2 separate regions of the Sus scrofa genome follow, and region 2 is linked to region 1. Evidence: chromatin contacts called from public HiChIP or PLAC-seq data. All regions are on one chromosome and are shown on one strand. The core of a region is the stretch at or near the end of the contact, and the rest is flanking DNA. Distances in the headings are between cores, read along the strand shown.

The links. HiChIP or PLAC-seq counts read pairs in DNA pulled down with a chosen protein or histone mark.
Region 2: a contact with region 1 is called in an H3K27ac HiChIP or PLAC-seq map of alveolar macrophages. The contact joins two enhancer-like sites. A contact is called at or near these places in 1 of 5 promoter capture datasets (fetal liver) and 1 of 2 datasets of contacts at active chromatin or transcription factors (alveolar macrophages).

Annotation. Positions count from the first base shown.
Region 1 is chr4:41,413,273-41,415,994 of Sscrofa11.1, reverse strand. No RefSeq gene overlaps it. Among named protein-coding and RNA genes, the nearest start is that of C4H8orf37, 41 kb to the right of the region's middle. Within about 2 kb of position 1,389, at least 16 of the 83 cell types and tissues checked have an H3K27ac peak or open chromatin away from gene starts, as enhancers often do. A contact at or near this core is called in alveolar macrophages, where this site is marked.
Region 2 is chr4:41,659,129-41,661,850 of Sscrofa11.1, reverse strand. The region is part of intron 1 of LOC106510020; the gene reads right to left. Among named protein-coding and RNA genes, the nearest start is that of NDUFAF6, 4.8 kb to the right of the region's middle. Within about 2 kb of position 1,325, at least 1 of the 83 cell types and tissues checked has an H3K27ac peak or open chromatin away from gene starts, as enhancers often do. A contact at or near this core is called in alveolar macrophages, where this site is marked.

The DNA of each region.
Region 1 (2,722 bases), core at 140-2,639:
ATGCACCAAAAAGTGAGAGTATGGAACAATTTATCTTGTTTTGCTTTTCTGCATTTGATTTTCAAATAAATCCAAATCACTCTCTTCTGGGAATTTTTGTGCTGAACAATCCCGCTTCAAGGTCATGAAGTTATGGTTTCCTGGCCTCAGAAGGCCTGTCAGCACAAACTCGCCCTTGCGACTTCCTCAATTGCCTCTGCCAAGCCCGTCACCTTGATTTCCCATCTTCGGTTGTGAGGAGTCATTTCATTGCTGCTCTTTAACTTCAGATTCACTTATATTCCTTGAGGCGCTCGAGGAGTTGATTTTTTTTTTTTTTTTTTTTTTTTTTTTGGTCTTTTTAGGGCTGCACCCGTGGCATATGGAGGCTCCCAGGCTAGGGGTGGAATTGGAGCTGTAGCTGCTGGCCTATGCCACAGCCACAGCCACAGCCACGCCAGATCTGAGCCTTGTCTGTGACCTACACCACAGCTCACAGCAACGCCGGATCCTTAACCCACTGAGTGAGGCCAGGGATCAAACCTGCGTCCTCATGGACACTAGTCGGGTTAGTTAACTGCTGAGCCAGGATGGGAAATTCCAGTTGATTTTTGAAGTGAATCAGTTAAAATGTTCTACTTTTCTCCCTCGGGTGGGTTCACAAGCTCAAGATGACAAGTGCTTCCATGGAGAAAAAGTATGAAACTTCCTCAGTAAGACTGTCTAGCGTTTGGTGCCTACCTTTTTCACCTAAGAACAAAGACAGATGATTTATACTAGGGAGAAGTTCTATCTGCAGCCAGAAAAAACAAGGACCTTCACTACTGCAAGATAACTTTACAAAACATTGATGAAAAAACAGAATGCATGACCTTTAGGAGTGTTCTAAGTACTTTTCTCAGAAACCAAAGCCAGACCAAGAAATGAAATCTGGTTTTCAGTGCAGGTCTGCCCTCTATGGGCTAGATACTCAATTTATTCATTTCACGAAGTCAGCCTTACTAAGAAGGTGGGTCTTTTAAAATCCTCAAGTCCCTGGAGCAAAATTTGTCTCTTTTTATCTCCACTGGGATGAGCTGTAGTCGTGTGAAGTCTTCTATAGGACCCCCTGCCTTTGTGGTCCCTTGCTGGTCAGGGATGGCTGGTGTTGGGCTCAGAATGTGACTCAATGACTAGACAGTTTACCCGAAATTGCAGTAGGAATTTTAGACTAAGAAAGGGGAAGTTGAAGCAAAGTGCCTTCCTTTCTGCCTCCCTGGGTGCCGTGTCCTTTTCTAGCACAAGGAGTGACACAGGGTTAGCAGTTTCTATTTTGGTCACATCAGAATCAGTGATGAGCACACGGGGGATGGCCAGCCGAGAATTTCACTACTTTGTGAAATTGCCTCTATGTACCAGCTTTGCCTGTGATTATCTTTGATGTTTGGTATTGACCCGTGTCAGAGACACCTAGCATGGATTCCTTAGGCAGTGACCCATGTGTCACCAATTCTACTCCTGTCAATGTAGCACCTCTGGGCCCTGTGGCCACATATCTGGCACCATGCAGGTGGGCACTTAGGTGAAAATGCACCTGTGTTTGAAGCCCCCTTTAAATGGGTTACTTTGGATTTCTTGCCCTGAGACAAAGCTTGTTGGGACTAAACATGTTTAAGGCAAAATGAAGAAGGCTGAAGGAGAAAACCCATCCAGAATCATGGCAGAAAGTTAACTTTCAGGTATGCATTTTTATATTGACAGATCTTAGCAAAGAAGTCATATCTACTAAGCACTCACGAAGTGCCAGGTACAGCATTAAATATGTTACATGGATGACCTCATTCACCTCCTCCCAGCAGGAGGTAAGTATTTTTATAATCTGTTGCACAGGTCAGGAAGAAGAGGATGGGAGTGGGTAAGTGGCTGCAAAATGTGACATCCTGGGTATACTACAGAGCGAGGATTCCAGTCCAGGTCTGGGCCCCTAGCCTCCCCCACAACAGCTGCTCATTTAGGGCATGATTTTGCTAACTAACGGGGCAAAGGCAAGGAGGGGCCCCTTTACTGAGGACATGATGCCAAACCACATGAGTGCCCACATCCTCTATGCCTTTACAAATATTAACCTTTTTTCCTGGGTTTTCTATCAGACCTGGGATATTTCAGAATAAATGTGCTGGCAATTAAATTAATTACCTAGGAGTTCCCATCTTGGCTCAGTGGAGATGAGTCTGACTGGCATCCATGAGGATACAGGTTAAGTCCCTGGCTTTGCTCAGTGGGTTAAGGGTCCAGCGTTGCCGTGATGATGTGGCTCAGATCCTGTATTACTGTTGCTGCGGCTGTGGCATAGGCCGGCGGCTGTGGCATAGGCTGGCACCTGCAGCTCCAATTCGAACCCTAGCCAGGAAACCTCCATATGCCCCGGGTGTGGCCCTAAAAAGACCAAAGACCAAAAAAAAAAAAAAAAAAAAAAATTAACTAGCTAAAGGTCTTCCATAGAAACTGAGTGGAAAGAAACCTGAGTAGTCTTTGTCGCATAGTCAGCTGTGGAGGAAACCAAGGGAAGGGACTTGGAAGGCCCTTGCTGGGTCCTTCCAGGTGCCAGATGTGGAGGCTGAAGAGACTTATAACAGGCTATGCCTCAATCCACTGGGAAATATCTGGTTTAATCCCCTGTCCCTCAAGAAAAATGTAAAAAATAAAGCATTATATTCTTCAAGACCAAAGCTATCATAATTTCTCCTATACATCTTGTGGATGT
Region 2 (2,722 bases), core at 76-2,575, 250 kb before region 1:
CTTGATCTTGGACATCCAGAATTGTGAGAAAATAAATTCTGCTGTTTAGGCCACTCTATCTATAGGGTGCAAACTAACACAACAGTTAAGCAGGTAAGTTGTGGAATAGCCTTCCTAAGTGTAAATCTTTCCTATGCTCATTACTAGCAAATTATTTGAACTTTTCATGCCTTAGATTCCTTTTCTATAAAATGGGGATGCTAACAAGAGTACCAATAGAGTGAAACCATCCAGTTTGCCATAGGCCAAGGGGTTTCCTGGGATGTAGGACTTTCAGTGCTACACTGAGTATGGCTATTGTGAGACTGAATGAATACACACAGTATACTAGAAGACTATCTAGCACAGGGTAAGCTCTCAATGAATAACAGGTATTGTTACTATTACTAATAATATTTCAAATCTCAGCTTAACTGTCACTTCTCAGAGATACTTTTCCTGATCTCATGATCTGGATTAGGACTCTCTGTTAAATTCTGGTATCTGGTTTTTTGTTTGTTTGGTTGGTTTTTTAGAGCCACATCTGGGACACATGGAGGTACCCAGGCTAAGGGTTGAATCAGAGCTGTAGTTGCTGGCCGACACCACAGCCACAGCAACACCAGATCCACAGCCACAGCAACACCAGATCCAAGCCGTGTCTGTGATCTACACCACAGCTCACGGCAACGCCGGATCCTTAACCCACTGAATGAGGCTGGGGATTGAAACCTGATCCTCATGGATGCTAGTCGAGCTCATTAACCACTAAGCCACGACGGAACTCCTATCTGGTTCTTTTTTGTTAATGTTTCCCCAATATCCCTTCTCTTCATTTTCAATAATAATAGGGTCCTGATTTCTAACTAGGCTCATGGCTGCCTGGAATGAAGACTATTTCAAGCTTCTACTGGAGAAAACTAAGTTCTGACCAATGGGATATGAGCACATGTGATGGGCAAATTCAGGGTTGTGTCCTAAAAGCAGAGGGCTCTTAGATCAAGGAAGCTGTGAACAGAATTCATGGGGTGGAGGGAGGTGTCTGTGACTTTGAATAGGAAAAAAAAAACTATATATTTTCACTAACTGCTAATTAAAACTTAGCATTAGCTTCAATTATGAATATAGCAGGAAGTATTAGGAGTACTGTGATCTTGTCCTCACATGAAATCACAAACAGTTTTTTGCTATTGTTTATGGTCATGACCCCATGAAACTTGAAATCTGACTCACTGCTAGATCTTACTATTTAACGTTTAGAGAAGCACATATATTGTTATATGCCATGCACAAAAATGATGAAGAAATTCCTGTCTGAAAGAGAAAAGCATCTTGCAACTTCCCCTTACACTATTGCTGCTGGCTGGCCACTAGCAATGGGTCATCTTGGACACGCGGGTGAGGACTATACCCCTTAAATGATGGAACAAGACTGAAAGAGCCTAAATCTCAGGTACCCTGGATTCTTCCTGCAACCCTAGACTGCTGACACCCAAACTGCGACTTGAAAAAAACAAATGTCTACTTCGTTTACAGCAGTGTTATTTTGTGTCTTGAACCTATATCCTTATTAATCTAACAATAGTCATCCCACTTTATAATCATTTATTTAGTTGTGATGATTTTTGTGTGTTTAAATATTTTTACCACTAAGGGGTAAGTTCTTTGAGGACATGGAGCATATGTATTTGTTCTCTCTGGAATCCTAGCAACTGGTACAGGGCAGGCAGAGAGAAGACTTCCAATAAATGTTTCAAAATGAATGGAATAATGGCTTAAGAAAATGTGTATGACCATGTTAGGGAATCAAATTACAGTGTACAGGCCATGTGTAAAAACAAGCAAAGAGCCTATGCATGGAAAAAAAGTATGGAAGAAAATATAAAATGTGAACAGTAATTATTTGAATTACAGGTTTTAGCATGGTTTTTTCTACATCTGCCAGTACTTTCCAAATTTCCTTTAATGAGATTAAAAAATGGGTTTGGTATTACACTCTTTTAGTTTTTGTTTGTTGCAAAAATTCTTTATTTCTCCTTCTATTTTAAATGATATTCTTGCTGGGTAGAGTATTCTAGACTGCAAATTTTTCCCTTTTAGAACTTTGGATCTATCTTGCCACTCTCTTCTGGCCTGTAGTGTTTCTGTAGAGAAATCAGCTGATAGTAGCCTTAAGGGGGTTCCCTTACAATTAATGCTTTGATTTTCTCTTGCTGCCTTTAGAATCCTCTCTTTAGCCTGAACTTTTGCCATTTTTATTATAATATGTCATGGTGTGGGCCTGTTTGGGTTTAACTTATTTGGGGCCCTCTGTGCTTCCTGTATCTTGATAGCTATTTCCTCTAGATTTGTAAAGTTTTCAGCCATACTTTCTTCAAATATATTTTCCTTCTTTCTTTTCTTTTTTTTTTTCTTTCTTTTTTTTTTTTTTTTTTTTTTTTTTTTTTTTTGTCTTTTTGCCTTTTCTAGGGCTGCTTTCCGTGGCATATGGAGGTTCCCAGGCTAGGGGTCTAATCAGAGCTGTAGCCACTGGCCTAAGCCAGAGCCACAGAAACACTGAATCTGAGCCTCGTCTGTGACCTACACCACAGCTCATGGCAATGCCGGATCCTTAATCCACCGAGCAAGGCCAGGGATCGAACCTGCAACCTCATGGTTCCTAGTTGGATTCGTTTCTGCTGTGCCACAACCGGAACTCCTGCTTAGATTTTTTTCTTATTTTGTGAGTTTAGGGAAAACAACT